Linked DNA regions of Sus scrofa: region 2 is linked to region 1. The links are chromatin contacts, called in public promoter capture Hi-C maps. All regions are on one chromosome and are shown on one strand. The core of a region is the stretch at or near the end of the contact, and the rest is flanking DNA. Distances in the headings are between cores, read along the strand shown.

Region 1 (7,617 bases), core at 2,459-4,958:
GGGGCTGTGGCTGTCGCCGCTGCCCCAGGGTCTGCAGCTCCTGCTGCAGGTTCTGCCCCAGCTGCAGGTAAGTGGAGGCTCAGGCAGCTGAGGCTGCACGTGAGCCAGGGTCTCTGGTGGGGGTGTGGCCTGCACCACAGGGAGGGCCTCACTCCCTGGGCTCTTCGTCCCCACAGCAGAGGAGAAGAAAGAAGAGAAGAAGGAGGAGTCGGAGGAGTCAGACGACGACATGGGCTTCGGCTTGTTTGACTAGAGTCCTGCTCCCTGCAAATAAAAACCCTTTGTACGTACTTGTTGAGCTGTTCGTGAGCACTTGGTTCGGTGTGGCCTCTGTGTGCTGGTCACCGGTGGAGTGGGTGACCTCAAGGAGCAGGAGTGGAGTGTCTGGTATGAGGCGTGTTCTGTGGGTCCTGAGGGTGGCCAAGCCATGAGCCCCTCTCTTGCCTCCGGTCCTGGTCCTGGCTCCTTAGTGTCCTGGGGCCTTTGGCGGGGATACCCAGGAAAACCCCAAAAGCGGGGCTGGGGGAAGCGGGTCTAGCCAGCTAAGCCCAGCAGATCCCATGAGACTGGTAGTGTCTTCAGCAGCACAAGAGATGTGCGTGTGGGTCCCTGGCCTTAGGGGTCTGATTGTTCAGGTTTGTGCCCTGGTTCCACTTTAACCTTGGGGGCAGTCGCTTAGCTCCTCTGAGCCTCAGTGTCCCCAGCTGTCTGGTGGGCCAGCACCTTTGCTGGGCAGATGTGGAAATGGTTGCGGGCAGTGACGTCTGACCACGAGCCCTCTCTGTCCTCTTGGGGCAGGCCTGCCCATCCCCCTTCTGCCAGGCTTTGACCTGGAATGTGGGGCAGAGGCCCTCCTGTTCCCGTTCTCTGCCTGGGCATCTTTCTGGCCCTGCAGCTGTTGTCAGGTTTCTGGGCCTTGTGCCCCTTGCCGACCAGTGGGTGCCAGGCTGCCCGGTAGATGCTCAGCTTTGCCCTCTCTGAAGGCTGCGGGGGGAGGGTGTTACACGTACCGAGGGTTAGGCCACAGCACTGAAGGACTTGTCTACGGGACAGTGGGGTGGAGGGGGGCTCTCTCGGGGAGAGGTTCCAGGGCAAGAGTCATGGGATGGAGGGAAAGAAGGCCTAAGCCCCTTGTGTTTCCCAGAGGAGTGGGGAGCAGGATGGGGTGGTGGGGACCACTGTGGGGGTCCTAGCAGTGTGGGCTGCAAGAGGAACCGTCTGAGTGGGGTTATGGCTGCCAGGAGCACAGCTGGCAAGGGGCTGTGGTCCGAGGCTAGGGCAGAGGAGTGGATCCAGGGTCCAGCAGCAGAGGGCAGCATCTCTGCCTTGGGTCTTGTGTGGCCAGAGGACACTGTGCTGTCCATAACAGGCATGACCCCTGCCTGGCAGTCATCAGACACCAGGGTTTCTCATGGGGTGAAAGGAGGGGGCAGGTCCTCCCACCCCAGCCAGGATTCCAGGAAGGGCTGCCCTGTTCCTGGCTCCGGAGCACACAGTCCCAGGAGGGAGGGACGTCCCCAAAACAGTTCAGCCAGGGTACAGAAACTGGAGCAGAGGTCCTCCACTGGAACAGCGTTGCCCTCCCAGGCCTCGCAGTCCCTGGAAGCAGGGAGGGGACCCTGGCCTCTCCTTGAGTGGGTAAGGGGCGGGTCTTCTTAGGTTCCTGGCTCCTTTTTTTTTTTTTTTTTTTGTCTTTGCCTCTTCTAGGGCTGCTCCCACCTCACATGGAGGTTCCCAGGCTAGGGGTCTAATTGGAGCTGTAGCCACCGGCCTACGCCAGAGCCGCAGCCACTCGGGATCCGAGCTGCATCTGCAACCTACGCCACAGATCACGGCAATGCCGGATCCTTAACCCGCTGAGCAAAGCCAGGGATGGAACTGCAACCTCATTGTTCCTAGTCGGATTGTTAACCGCTGAGCCACAATGGGAACTCCACCCGGCTCTTCCTCGAGGCTCCCTGGTGACTCCCTGGACTTGGAGGGGGGCCTTGGGCATCTGCTCCACCCCCACTGTGTCAACACCCCTGTTCCCTGCTGCCTCCAGCAGCCTTCCCAAGCGCTCAGTCACCTTGGCGGGCCGCTCCCACTGTACAGCACCTCCATCCAAAGCATCTGGGGATTCTAAGTCAAATTCCTTGCCGGGCCTGCCTTCCCCTTTCCCAGCACCCAGGCCCAAGCCCCCCTCTCCTCAGTTCTCCCACCTGTGTCCGGTTGCAGGGGTGGCCCCGTGCCCTTTCCAGGACAACCGGGAACACTACTCGGTCTTTCTCTGATTTCTCTCCCACTGCCCCACCCCGCCCCGAGGGAGGGCCCGGTTTGTCTTGATCTTGTTCACTCTTGGTCCCGTACCAGGCACGCTGGGTGCTAAGTGTGGGTGGCTTAGAGCACAGAGACTGAGTGCCGCCTGGCATGACCTCAGACCACCCTGTTCTGGGGAGGTCCTGCTCTGGTTTCTGGGCCTGGATGGGGGGCAGCCCCAAGCTGCAGCCCTGGCACAGCTGGGTCCTGAGCCTCCTGTGGCACGTGCGCTGCTGGGTAGACAGACCAGCTCCCCACTAACCCAGCGGAGACAAGCCCCTTGCTTGGGGGGCGGGGTAGGGCGCAGAGCTGGCCCAAGGATCCAAGTGAGGCTAGGACTGCCCCACAGTCCAGGAGGAACATGCGGTGGGGAGGGTGACAGCACTGGGAGGCCTCCAGCTGCCGGGCCATTAGTGCTGGAAGGGCAAGGTCTGAGTCGGCCCCTCCTAGACCCCACAGCCGGAGGAGGAGCTGGGGTGGGAGGCAAGAGCAACCCAGGTTGGTGCCCAGGTAGAAGGGCTGTGGCACTAACCTGGCTGCCACAGGCAGAGCAAGGCGGGGACGTCGAGTGTAGGTGTGTGGCGCCATCGTCATCTCTACAAGTTGCATGTGTGATTCGAGTGCCGCCCTGTATGTTTCTGGGTCAGTCTGTGGATGAGTCTGAGGGTCCTCAGTCTCCCCGGACCCCCCAACCCCGCAAGGCTCCTCACTCCCTGGGTGGGTGTTGTAGGCAGACCCTTAGAGGGAGGGGGCGGTGCTGTCCAGGTGCCGGGGCCCTCCTCTCGCGGTTAGCCAGCTTGGCACTAGCTCTCAGTCCCTCAGACTGGGTGTCCAGGGCCTGGGCCCGCCAATCGTCACAGCTCTGCCATCGTGTGTTCCCTTCCGTCGTCCACGACGGCGGGAGCCAAGGCGGGAAGGGACGGCACTGGGAGGCCTGAGGCGTAACGTAAACTCTCGTCTGAGCCTGGCCAATTCTTTTGGTGGGGCCGCAGGTGCCCCGTCTCCGGACCCAGTGGCCCGGGCAGGGGCGGGAGGGGCCGGGGGCAGCATCTCTGAGCGGAGCTAGGCTTCCGGGGTGGGGCGTGGTCTCCGGGCCGAGGTCCGGCCAGGGGCGGAGCCTTGGGGCCGGGGGCGGGGCTCCAGGGCCCCCGCCGAGGCGCGGCCGTTCCCCGCGCGCCCCGATTGGGCCGCGCGTGTCGGCTCCGCCCCGCCCCCCTCTAAAATCACCGCCTCCCGGCGCAGCGTCTCCGACTGCGCCGGCGGAGACCGGGAGCCAGAGAGACCGCGGGGCCGGAGAGACCGCGGGGCCGGTGGGCCGGGTCTGGCTTCGGCTCCAGAGCGAGCGGCGAGCGCACGGTGCACAGCGGGGCCGGCCGCCTGCGGAGCCCCGGAGGCCCGCGGGCTGCCGCGATGTTCCCCAAAGAGACGACGTGGAACATCTCGTTCGCGGGTTGCGGCTTCCTCGGCGTCTACCACGTCGGCGTGGCCTCCTGTCTCCGCGAGCACGCGCCCTTCCTAGTGGCCAACGCCAAGCACATCTACGGCGCCTCGGCTGGGGCGCTCGTGGCCACGGCCCTGGTTACCGGGGTCTGCCTGGGTGAGTCGGGACGGCGGGGGCGTGGGGCGGGCAGAGGCCGCGCGGATGCTTTTGTGAGCGTGGACCGCCCCCCATCCGTCCGTACAGGACAACGGGCCGGGCCGCGGGGGCTGCGGGAAGGGTCTCTGCCCGGGCCGAGGATCCAATCGCCGGAGCCGGCCAGGGGCGGGGCCTGACTTGTTTTGCTTCGAGAGTGCCCCGGGATTGGGGTAGGGCCGGCCCTCTCTCGGCCGAGACTGCCGCCTAGGGCCCACCTCTCTAGTGCAAAGGTTGAGGGGCGGGCAGGTTCAGCACAAGCGATTTCATTGGAAAAGAAAGTAGCTCCTGGGCGGGGCCGTGAGAGTCCGGGAGGGGCCCAGGTCGTCCTCCTGCGCCGGGCATCAGACCGGGTGCCAGCGGTCACTGTGTCCAAAGGCTACGCCATTCCAGGATGCCGAGGCCCCGCAGTCGGGTGTGGGGTTGGCCTCTGCAGAGGCGTCTGGGCACTGTGGCCTGGTGCCTCGCGAGGGCCCCTAGAGGAAGAGCCAGCAGGTCAGGCCTGGGCACGGCAGGCGCAAGCGCTCACGCTCTCTCCCTCCTTGCCCACGGCCACTCTGGGCCTGGGCCTGCAGCCGTGGCCCGGCATTTTTGCCTGCTCCGTGGGGTGAGAGGTGCTTTAGGACGTTGCAACCCTGGGGTCGGCTTCCTCCACCCACACACTTCCGGCAAGCTGCTGACGGTGGTGTTTACAGCACACGGAGTATTTCAGGAGTCCTGGGAATGCTGCCCGGCCCCCAGCCTGCTAGGGCAGCCAAAGTGACAGAGGAGTCATTAGCTTCTGGAATGCCTCGCCCAGCCGAGCCGTCCAGGGTTCTCCCCTGCCCCCTGCCGTGACCGCGGCCCTGGGTGGGGGGGAAGGAGCATAGCTCAACATCCGTGGTACCTGGGAATTCGCCACTGTGGGCCTGCCCCTTCCTCTCATGGAGGCCCTCAGGCAAGTGTTTGTCTAACCCCATGCTGGCCTCAGCACACCCTAGGTCCTTGGTACCCAGTTGAGGACATTGCTCCCATGGCTCCGCCCCTTCCCACTCCCAAGGAACCTCTTTCTCTCGAGTGGGAGGGGTTTTGGGGCAGCTGGAGCTCCCACAGCGGGGCAGGTGTTGGCCCCACGCTGCCCCACTCCTGAGCCAGCTGAGAGTCCTGGAGGAGGGCGCTGTCCTCAGCTCCTCCTCAAGGCCCACCGGCTCCCCCTTGGGCTTCGTCCTGGGCTAGTGCCCACGGGCCCCCAGAAGGAGTTTCGGGGAGCAGCCTGCTCTCAGCTGCAGTGGGATCCAGTCGTGCTTTCCGTGGCATCAGAGGCCTGCGATGCCCACCCTTGTGTCCCTGGGCCTTTGGGACCACTGAGCTGCACTGGGGTCTCTGAATGTCCATCCGACCAAGGGGGTGAAGGCTGAGGCTGGTCAGGGCTGAGGCTCTTCTTCTACGCTTCCAGGGTGGGCTGGGTGCCACGTCTGGCCAGGCCCAGTGCCTTGTGGATCAGGGCAGGCAGTTGGGAAATACTGGCAGAGGGCAGGCCGTGGCCCCAGCTGTCTGCCCTTCTGGGAGCCCCTCTCTCCCCAGGAGCCAGGGGCAAAAGTCTCAGTTGTGGGCCAGGCCCCTGGCAGACACTGAGAACCGTCGGGGTAGATAGGGTTGCTGCGAGGCTCTGTGCCGTAGAGCCAGGACACGGCCCCTGGGGAGTGTGCTGCGCCCCAAGTGCCGACCCCTGAATCGTGGCCCTGCCGCTCCAGGTGATACTGGCGCCAGCATCATCGAGGTGTCGAAGGAGGCCCGGAAGCGGTTCTTGGGCCCACTGCACCCCTCCTTCAACCTGGTGAAGACCATCCGTGGCTGCCTGGTGAAAATCCTGCCCGCCGACAGCCACGAGCGGGCCAGCGGCCGCCTGGGCATCTCCCTGACCCGCGTCTCCGACGGCGAAAATGTCATCATAACCCGCTTCGCCGCCAGGGAGGAGCTCATCCAGGTGGGTGCCAGGGTGCCGCGCTGCGGGCGCGGGGCGCGGGGCTGGGGGGAGCCGCGGGCCCGCTCACCGCCCCCTCCCTGTCCCGCAGGCCAACGTCTGCAGCACCTTCATTCCCGTGTACTGCGGCCTCATTCCACCTGCTCTCCAGGGCGAGGTAAGCGCCCCGGTGCTGGAGGACCCGGGCGGCGCGGTGTGTGGGCGGTGGGACGAGGGGGCGGGAACGCCGTCTGAGCCCCCGCCCTCCTGCCATGCCCGTTGCCTCACTGCGCCGGAGTTGCTCAAGAGCCGGGCCAGCCCTGCGCAGAGGCGTATTTCCTGTGGCTGTCCCCACCCTGCCTCTGGCCATCCGCTCCGCGGCCAGTGCCCAGCGGATGGAAGGGCCAAGTGAAAAGGCCGCCGGGGGGACCCGAGGTGGCTCGGGGCGCCTGCGGCTCCCTGGCAGGCCCCTCACGTGGGCCCTGCGTCCCTCCACAGCGCTACGTGGACGGTGGCATCTCAGACAACCTGCCTCTCTACGAACTCAAGAGCACCATCACCGTGTCCCCCTTCTCGGGCGAGAGCGACATCTGCCCGCAGGACAGCTCCACCAACATCCACGAGCTCCGCGTCACCAACACCAGCATCCAGTTCAGCCTGCGCAACCTCTACCGCCTCTCCAAGGCCCTGTTCCCGCCCGAGCCCCTGGTGAGCCCTGCCCTCCTTGCCGGGCACCTGGCGCCATGCCTGGGGGGCCTCTGCGGGCTACGGCCTGCGCAACCGCTCCAGCCTCTGTTCGACCTGGGTCTGGTCCCAGATCCAGTTAACTGCTGGTGGGGGGCGGAGTTTGCAGAACAGGGCTCTCCTGCCCACCCCAGTGTCTGCACCCCCTGCCTCAGGTGCTTCGAGAGATGTGCAAGCAGGGTTACAGGGACGGCCTGCGCTTCCTGCGGCGGAACGGTGCGTAGCGGCTGCCCCTTCCGCCCCGGGGGGTGGGCGCTGCACAGCTGTGCCCTGGGGGCCAGCCGGCCTCGGTGCACTGATGGCCTGTCTGGTCCTCCCGACCCAGGCCTCCTGAACCGGCCCAACCCCTTGCTGGCGCTGCCTCCCGCCTGCCCCCGTGCCCCCGAGGAGGAAGATGCCCCGAAGGCCGAGGTGGCCGAGGAGAGGGCCGGAGCCAAGGAGCCCTTGCAGCTGCCCACAAGTGATAGCATCCTGGAGCACCTGCCCTCGAGGCTCAATGACGGTGGGTGGGGCGGGCGGGTGGCGTCAAGGAGGGGGGCCCTGGCTGCAGCTCCCTGACTGACCTGCCACCCCACCCACAGCCCTGCTGGAGGCCTGCATGGAGCCCACGGACCTGCTGAGCACCCTGTCCAACCTGCTGCCCGTGCGTCTGGCCACAGCCATGATGGTGCCCTACACGCTGCCGCTGGAGAGCGCCGTGTCCTTCACCGTCCGGTGCGGGCCGGGGGAGGGCCCTTGGGACCCCCCGAGTCGTGGGCACCCCAGGGAAGACAGAGGCAGGTGGTTGAAGGGGCCGCAGGCAGGCCCGTCGGGGCGGGCTGGGTGGGCGTGGGTGTGAGCTCCAGGCCACAGCCCCTGAGGCCGTGCCCTGGCCCCTGCCCCAGCTTGCTGGAGTGGCTGCCCGACGTCCCGGAGGACATCCGGTGGATAAAGGAGCAGACAGGCAGTATCTGCCAGTACCTGGTGATGCGCGCCAAGAGGAAGCTGGGCAGGCACCTGC
Region 2 (7,617 bases), core at 2,173-4,672, 480 kb after region 1:
GCAGCGCTGCCAGGCCGGATGTTCGTCTCCGCCGCCAGGGCTGCAAAGTTCCAGCCAACAGCTCAGGCCGCCTCATCCGCCCGCCGGGCAGGGGGCTCTGGGAGGGTCCCGGGCCCAGGCCCCTGCACGCTTGACCTGCGGCCCCACCCGGGCCGGCGGCTTCCTCTCCGCTGCCCGGATGCCCGCAGAGGAAACGGAGCACAGGCCGCACCGCGCACCCTTAAGGACGACCTTCCCCCTAAAGGCCCGCGCTCCCCGGCTCCGGGGCTCACGTCCTTCCCGGCGTCAAGGGTGCCAGGGCCACTCTGTCATCCGCTGTCCAGAGGGAGAGCCGAGGACAAAAGAGGCGACCCGCACGTGGCGTGGAAACCTCTTCCGAGTCAGAGTGACTTTTGCAAAAGGTCACACGCCTCCTCCGGCAGCCAGCGCAACGCCCACCCGAGGCCCGGCCGGCGAGAGGGCGCAGGCGGCCGCGAGCTGCCCCCGCCAGACTCTCCCCCAGGAAGGCGGCGGAGGCCGGCAGCAGGCTGAGACCTGCTGGCTTACTTCCGGCTTCCCGAGCAGGTTTCCTGCAGGAGCTCCCCTCCCTCGGACCCAGCAGGCCCGGCCCAAGATAAGGCGGCCAGCATTACTCAGCAGAGCCCTTTCGGGGGCAGGGAAGATGGGGCTTTGCTGGCACATCTGTAAACCGTTCTCAGTTCTCCGGGTGTGACAGGGATCAGAGGAGGAGGGGAGGGAGCACCCTTTGCCACTACAGCTGAGTCCATGCTTTGCCACCTGAGATGAACTGATGCAAAGAAACTTTTTCTTTGAAAAAAAAAAACAAAAAACGTTTAAAAGAGGAATATACTCCAGACAACCTTAATAAAAATCTCAAGAAACAGTAAAAAAAAAAAAAAAAAAAAAAAGAGGCATTTCCTCAATTCTTCCAGGCTGAAACCTGGCTAAAAGGTGAACGGGCATCTGAGGCCCAGCACTGAGCAGGTCAAAGGCGGCCGGCAGGTGCAAGCGCCTTCCCACGCCCCTGGCTGGCTCCGTGCCCCTCTCGGGGGCCGGGTGGGGTGAGGGGTGAGCCAGAGTGGGAGGCCCGGCCTCTGCCGCTCACTCCCTCTGCAGCCGTGCAGTCTGGGCCTCGAGATCCTCATCCTTCACTGCAGATGCTCAGCAAACACGGGAGGGACAGAGGGACACCTGGGCCTTCCCAGCTCTAGGGTCCCGCGACACCACCCTGGAAACGAGGTCTCGAGAAGATGAGAACCCGACTGCTGAGATTACACCACTTCGGGGGCGTTAAAGAACTCATGACTCACAGAGTCCACTATGCAACCTCACTACATTTAAAAACACATGCCCAGAGACGACCAAACGCCAGCCTAACCCTTCTGGGACCCCCAGATCCTCTGGGGACTGCCCACATCACAGCCGGGCAGCGGGGACGGCTCTTGCCTCCCAGAGGCCACAGCGGCCACTCCCAGCCTTGCCCCTTTCAAGCTGCCTTCCTCCAACACCAGGAGCAGCCTCCACAGCACGGGGAAGTCAGGGCTCCGCTGACCTTGCCCAGACGACTGCCTGGTTGCCAAAGTCTTGACAAGGGCCTCAAGAATCAGACCCTTGGAAGCCAGGCTGAGCTCATCACCGGTTGTTCACAGGGACGACAGTAAAAGTCCACAGCACAGACCTCGGTCGCTTTAAAAACCTACTGCCGGGCAGTTTCCAGGGACAGGGTACCCACTCCATGTGGACAAGAGCACATAAGCATCCCATGCAGACAAAAGAGGCTGCTCCCTCAGCCACCCAGCTCATCAGGCTGGTCCTTCTGGCTGGTCCTCCCGACACAAAGCCCTGCGAATTCAACATGGCCAGTCAACAGTCGGCTCCTCTGAAAGACTCGCAAGAAGGCCAGGCTGTCCCCAGCTCACTCCCTCCTGATAAAGGCAGAAAGCAAGTGTCTGCGACTCAAAAGAAGGCAAACGCTGCTCTCTGCCCTCAACTCTGGGTGCCTGTGGGTTACAAAGGCCTACAAACACCTCTCCTTACTGGCCGCAGCCACACCCACCACTGCCGAGCACCGGGCCAAACGCCCTTCTCTGTCGCTTCAGTGTATCCTTCCCGGCGCCAGCTGCAGGGACCAGAACTTCCGCCTCCCAGACGACTTCTGAAAAGCAGGTCTGGTGAAGCACGGACCACCTAAAGTCACACAGCGAATGTGATAAGGCTGGGATGGCCCTACAAGAAGCGAGAGGAGCGGTGCTGCGCCTTGCTGGCCCCTGCATCACCCACACGCTGCCCTGACCCCGCGCTCTGGCTCTAGGCCCGCCCCACCACACTCAGCGCCTTTCTCTGGCCTCCTGATTCTCCCCCCATGCTGCTTCCACACCCCTCCCGGACTGAACCTGCAGGCGGGGGTGGGTTCATTCACCTCCCTGGCTCTCCTGACAGCACCCTCCACTCCGTCTACACCTGCAAGGGCCGGACAGAGGCAGAAACACACCCCGGACCTTTCACCTCCCTTCCAGGACTTCAGGGTCTAGACAAGCCCTTGCACCTGCCCGAAGACCACAAAACAGCCACCTCGGGCCACTGGAGGAACGAACCTGACTCCAGCACTCCCCAGGGTGCTGTTCGAGTCGGAGCTAGCTACCGATGGAGACGGCCCACGCTGCTGGTGAACAGCGCCGGCCCTTTCCCATCCGCGAAAAGTTTAAAAAAACAAAAAGGATCGTTTTAGGCAGAACGACTATTGGAAGACGACGTGACGTTTTACATGTTTACCTAACTCCCAGCCAGCGAAACACAAAAGCCGACGGAGAGAGAGCCCAGCCCGGGCTCCGGTGCTGATGCTTCCTTCCTACTCCGCCCTGCGGCCGGCCGCCCGCGGGGGACACCAACCTCGCCCTGGCCGACGCGTCGACACAGCTGGGTTGTTGCGCCGCTTTTCCTCGCTCTTACGGAACTGTTCTGCGCCAACGTCAAAGTTATTTCTTCCAGAAGCTCGTTCCCCGCAGCGCCCGGCGAGAGCAGCCCCGTCCGACCTCCCCCGCCGCCCGACACCCAGCGGCGAGGTGTGGCCGCCTGCCCTGCGCCGGCTCCGGACCGGCGGCTCCGCGCGCCGCCCGAGCTGCAGGCCGGACGCGGTCCCGCTCCTGGCCCGGCCCCCGGCCCCGCTCCCAGGAGCCGCGGCCCCGCGCCCGACCCCCGGACGCCCCTCGCCGGCCCAGCCCGCTCCGCCCGGCCCAATGCCCTTGACCCGGGCCGCCCGCGGCGCGCCCCGCAGCCCCTCCCGCGGCCCGGCCCGCCCGGCCGCCCGGCCGCCCGACTCACCCCATGAGCCAGTCCATGGCTGCGCGGGGCCCGCCGCGCCCGCCGCCCGACTCGCTCGGCCCTCAGCCCGCGGCGGCGGCGGCGGCGGCGGCCGGAAGTAAACACTCGCTCACTCACTCCCACACGCGCGCCGCGGACGCCGCCGGAAGTGACGTGAGGCGCGCGGCCTGCTGGGAAATGTAGTCCCGGCGGCCCCGGCAGCCCTGCCGCCTCGTCGGGCCGCCCCCGGCCCCGCCTGCCCGCCGGAGCCCGAATGTGGCTGGCCCGTCACCACGGGGGATGTTCCCCCTGCACTCTGGCTGTCCGCCCACACCCAGACTGCCCCCCCCAAAACACACACACCGCGGCTGTCCCCTCCGGCCTGGCTGCCCCATCTCTCCAGAGGGAAGCAGCCCCTCCCCTCTCCTCGGGGTCCCCTCCTGCCACCTGGCCTGCTCTCCAGGCCCGGGAAGGCTGAGCTGTCCGTGCCCAGCACAGAAAGGTTCAGGTGAAAGGAACGCAGGACAGTACTGGGGTGCTCCCAGCACGGCCTGCAGAACTGGAGAACCTCCCAGGCCGGCAGCCTTCCCAGTGGCCTCTCCCGTGACCCGAGAGCCCCGCTGTCCTGCTCCCTCGGTGGTGGAGACCAGCAGGTGACACCTCGTCATCCAGCCTCCCCGACAGCAACCAGGGCCGGAGGTGGTGACGGCCAGTGAGGCAAACAGAAATCTGCCAGGGCAGCTTCCTTCCCGAAAGAAAGGGCTGAGCCTCTGCTGCCTCTGCAGGGAAGCACAGGAGCCATCTCCATCCGCCGGCAGGAGCCGCAGGCTGAGAACGAGGATCCGGGATCCAGAGCTTGGAATGCAATGACATGCTGCCATCGTGGGGCCCTTGGCCTGCCCCTCCAAGGCCCACCCTGAGTCTCTTCGGCCAGTGCCAGAGGCAGAGAGAGCTCCTTGCCCCCTTTACTGCCCCTGTGATTGGGAAGCTCACGGTGGGGGGGGGACACTGCACACTGGACCACCTGAGATAAAACAGTGAGGAAAGACAAAGAACGAGGGGACTCATTTCACATGTACTAATTCAGACAGGAACGGCACGCAGACGCAGGCCAGGGGCCTTACCTCTAGAACTGGGCAGGTGGCCGGGGCTGAGATGCATGCCTTTGCCTGTAACCACCCACTCCTCACTCCTTGGCTTGTATTTCTCCCCGGGACAATGGCCCTAACCATCCCCCCGAGGAATGCGAGCCCTGGGGGACCCCGCCTGCATCCAGCTGCTGTCCCCCAGGTGCACCATCCTTCTCTGCCCCACCACCAGTGATCCCACGTCCCCTTGGTGGCCTGGGCTTCAGGTCCCTGCTCCTCCACGTACTCACTGTCCCTGTGACTCGGGTGCTTTGTTCGTGTCACGGGAATAATAATGTCATAAGAAACTTCAGGAGGTCACAGGTTGAGGCTGGAGATGGGGAAGCAGGGAGCTGTGACTCGGCATGTTGGGAGGGCGACGCACCAGCTCAGGCAACTTACCTGTGCTCAAGGTCCATCCGCCTTCCCCTCGGTGGCGGTTTACTGCGGGGCACACCCCACTTTATGGCTGCGTGTCAGCCAGTCCACAATGGGCAGTTCGGATCACATAGACAGGAGATGGCCCCTGGTCTCGTGTATGGTCTGAGGTGGAGCCCAGGGGCAAGCCGACACTCGCATCTTCAAGAATCATGATTTATTTTGTAAGAGGATGTGGCTTTGCTCCAAAAGCCTGGGGCCTCCTGTCTCGCCGTCTGTTAGAGCTGCCACAGCCTCCGCCAAGCACCCCTGGATCCGCTGAGTTGTAAGTGCCAAGTGATAGCACGGCTTGTAGTGCAGCCTCGGCTAAATCTTCTTTTCCATCTGGGGCACGTTCAGAGCTGGCATGGCCGCGGGTCTCTTGCTCTCTGGATGAGACCAGTCCATCCCGTGCACACTGCTCAGAGGTGACAAGTCACCTACCCGGTGCTCAGAGCTTTTCTTCCTGCATCTTCCTCCTCCTCCTTCTCCCCAGCTCCCCATGTAGACCGTGGCCAACAAGGTGTACATAGAAGTGGTCCAGCGGCTTCCAGGAAATCGTTTCGGTCCTTGCTCCCAGCCTGCCCCCGGCCTGGTCTTCTGGTTCCTGCTGATAAAGGAAAAACCATACCTAGAGTTTCTGCAGCTGTCTCGGACCACGAGACGTAGTAGCGACGGCAGAGCAGAAAGAGGGAAAGAATGTCAGATCCTGCTGGAAACTCTGGAACCTCCACGGCAGTCCTGAACGACTTACCTCTGGACTTCTTTTAATGGAAGATTTTTTTTTTTTTGCCATGCCTACAGCATATGGAAATTCTGGGACCAGGGATTGAACCTGCGCTGCAAGAGCCACCTGAGCCACCGCAGTGACAATGCTGCTGGTGGCTTACCCTGCTGGACTTCCCTCCAAATGGAAGAAATCTGAAGTCGCTGCCTTTCCAGTTTCTATTACTTAATTGATACGCCCATCAAAACGTAGGTGATCTGCCTCATGGGAGGCGCTCCAGGTATAATAACTTGTCCTTCGCGCGGAGGGAGGTCTGGACACTCCCGGGTGACTGAGGCCCCAAAGTCTCACCTGGTTGTGGCAAGTTCCTAAAGTGTCCCAGCGTCTACCCCTTTGACAAGCGTGGATGTGATTTTAGTGTCTAGAGCATCACGGGTCCCGGGCCCCACGGCCTCTCAGTGGGACGTCGTCTGCGTAATGGAACGGGGTGATACCCTAAGAAAATCAGATTCTGCCTGGACAGCCACGGTGGAGGCACCCCCCCTGCCCTTGGCAAGGGCAGCCTGCTGCTCCTGGTCTTCTCGGTCTCTGGGGTGTGGGGAGGAGCAGTTGCCTGCTCTCAGCTGAGGAACAGCTGCCCCGAAGGGCACCACATCTGGAAAGGCAGCTGCGGTTGGACTCCCCGTGGCCTTAAACTTGAGATCACCCACTGCCATTCGCCGACACGCCTCTGTCTCCTGCCCAGAGAACAAGTGTGGGTGAAATGGAACGTGGCAAGAACCCTGCCCTCTGCACCTTTCAGGTCCCTGGCGGGGGCACCAACCGCTGTGACTTCCCTGGAGAGTCAGTTCTGCTTGCGGTCGGCTGCTTTGGCAAGGAGGCGGAACTGTGGTCTTCCACGTGGGCCTTCCTTCTTTCCACTCATCCATCCGCTTGGCAAATAAGGATCGAGCGCCAGCTGTGTGCTAGGACTCTGTAGGTGCTGGCGATGCAGCAGTGGACAGAACAGATGAGTGGGAGCAGATAGTCAATGAAATAAAGACACAATGCGTGAGAAAGTGGTAAGCGGAGTTCCGTCGTGGCGCAGCGGAAGTGAATCCGACTAGGAACCATGAGGTTTCGCGTTCGATCCCTGGCCTCGCTCAGTGGGTTAAGGATCTGGCGTTGCCATGAGTTGTAATGTAGGTCGCAGATGCAGCTCAGATCCCGTGTTGCTGTGGCTGTGGTGTAGGCCGGCGGCTGTAGCTCTGATTTGACCCCTAGCCTGGAAATTTCCATGTGCTGCTGGTAAGGCCCTAAAAAGACCAAAAGACCAAAAAAAAAAAAAAAAAAAAGGAAGAAAGAAAGAAAGTGGTAAGCACTCAGGAGAATGACACCAACGAGGGCGATGAGGAATTCGGGATGTTATGGGTGGGATTGTGTCCCCTCTGTCCCCCAAAAGAGGTATGTTGAAGCCATAACCCCCAGCACCTCAGAACCTGGCCTCTTTGGAAGTAGAGAAATTGCAGATTGAGTTAGTTCAGGTGGAGTCGTGGACCCACCGGATCCAGTATTGCCAGCATCCTTACCAAAGGGCTGCTTTGGGAGTTCCCGTCATGGCTCAGCAGGTTAAGAACCCAACTAGTATACACGAGGTTGCGGGTTCAATCCCGAGCCTCACTCAGTAGGTTGAGGATCCGGCGCTGCCATGAGCTGTGGCGTAGGTCGCGGACACAGACGTGGCTCAGATCCCGCATTGCCGTGAGCTGTGGTGTAGGCCGGCAGCTGTAGCTCTGATTAGATCCCTAGCCTGGGAACCTCCATTTGCTGCAGGTGTGGCCCTAAAAAGCAAAAATGGGGGTGGGCTTCAAGCACAGAGGGAAGATGGTGTGAAGAGACGAGGAGAGGGGAAAGCCTGGGCCAGAGCCTCCCCTCACAGCCCTCAGAAGGAACCGCCCCCCACACACACCAGGGACTTGGGGTTTCTGGCTCCAGAACTGTGAGATGAGACATTTCTGTTGTTCTAGGCCACTCAGTTTGTGGTCCTTTGTTGGAGCAGCCCCAGGA

What was found. Promoter capture Hi-C pulls out the DNA fragments that hold promoters and counts their contacts.
Region 2: a promoter capture Hi-C map of liver shows a contact between it and region 1, with 7 times the contacts expected there. The contact joins the promoter of MOB2 here to the promoter of PNPLA2 in region 1. A contact is called at or near these places in 1 of 5 promoter capture datasets (liver), 1 of 47 Hi-C or Micro-C datasets (embryonic fibroblasts) and 1 of 2 datasets of contacts at active chromatin or transcription factors (alveolar macrophages).

Annotation. Positions count from the first base shown.
Region 1 is chr2:509,529-517,145 of Sscrofa11.1, forward strand. It overlaps PNPLA2 (patatin like phospholipase domain containing 2), which reads left to right and starts at 3,709. Exons shown (of 9, transcript NM_001098605.1): 1 at 3,709-3,895; 2 at 5,665-5,897; 3 at 5,986-6,051; 4 at 6,372-6,581; 5 at 6,773-6,833; 6 at 6,943-7,119; 7 at 7,199-7,331; 8 at 7,502-7,617. The coding sequence starts at 3,709. RPLP2 (ribosomal protein lateral stalk subunit P2) reads left to right here. Exons shown (of 5, transcript NM_001244866.1): 4 at 1-67; 5 at 177-290. The coding sequence ends at 253.
Region 2 is chr2:990,252-997,868 of Sscrofa11.1, forward strand. It overlaps MOB2 (MOB kinase activator 2), which reads right to left and starts at 3,423. Exons shown (of 5, transcript XM_021082597.1): 1 at 3,322-3,423. The coding sequence starts at 3,338.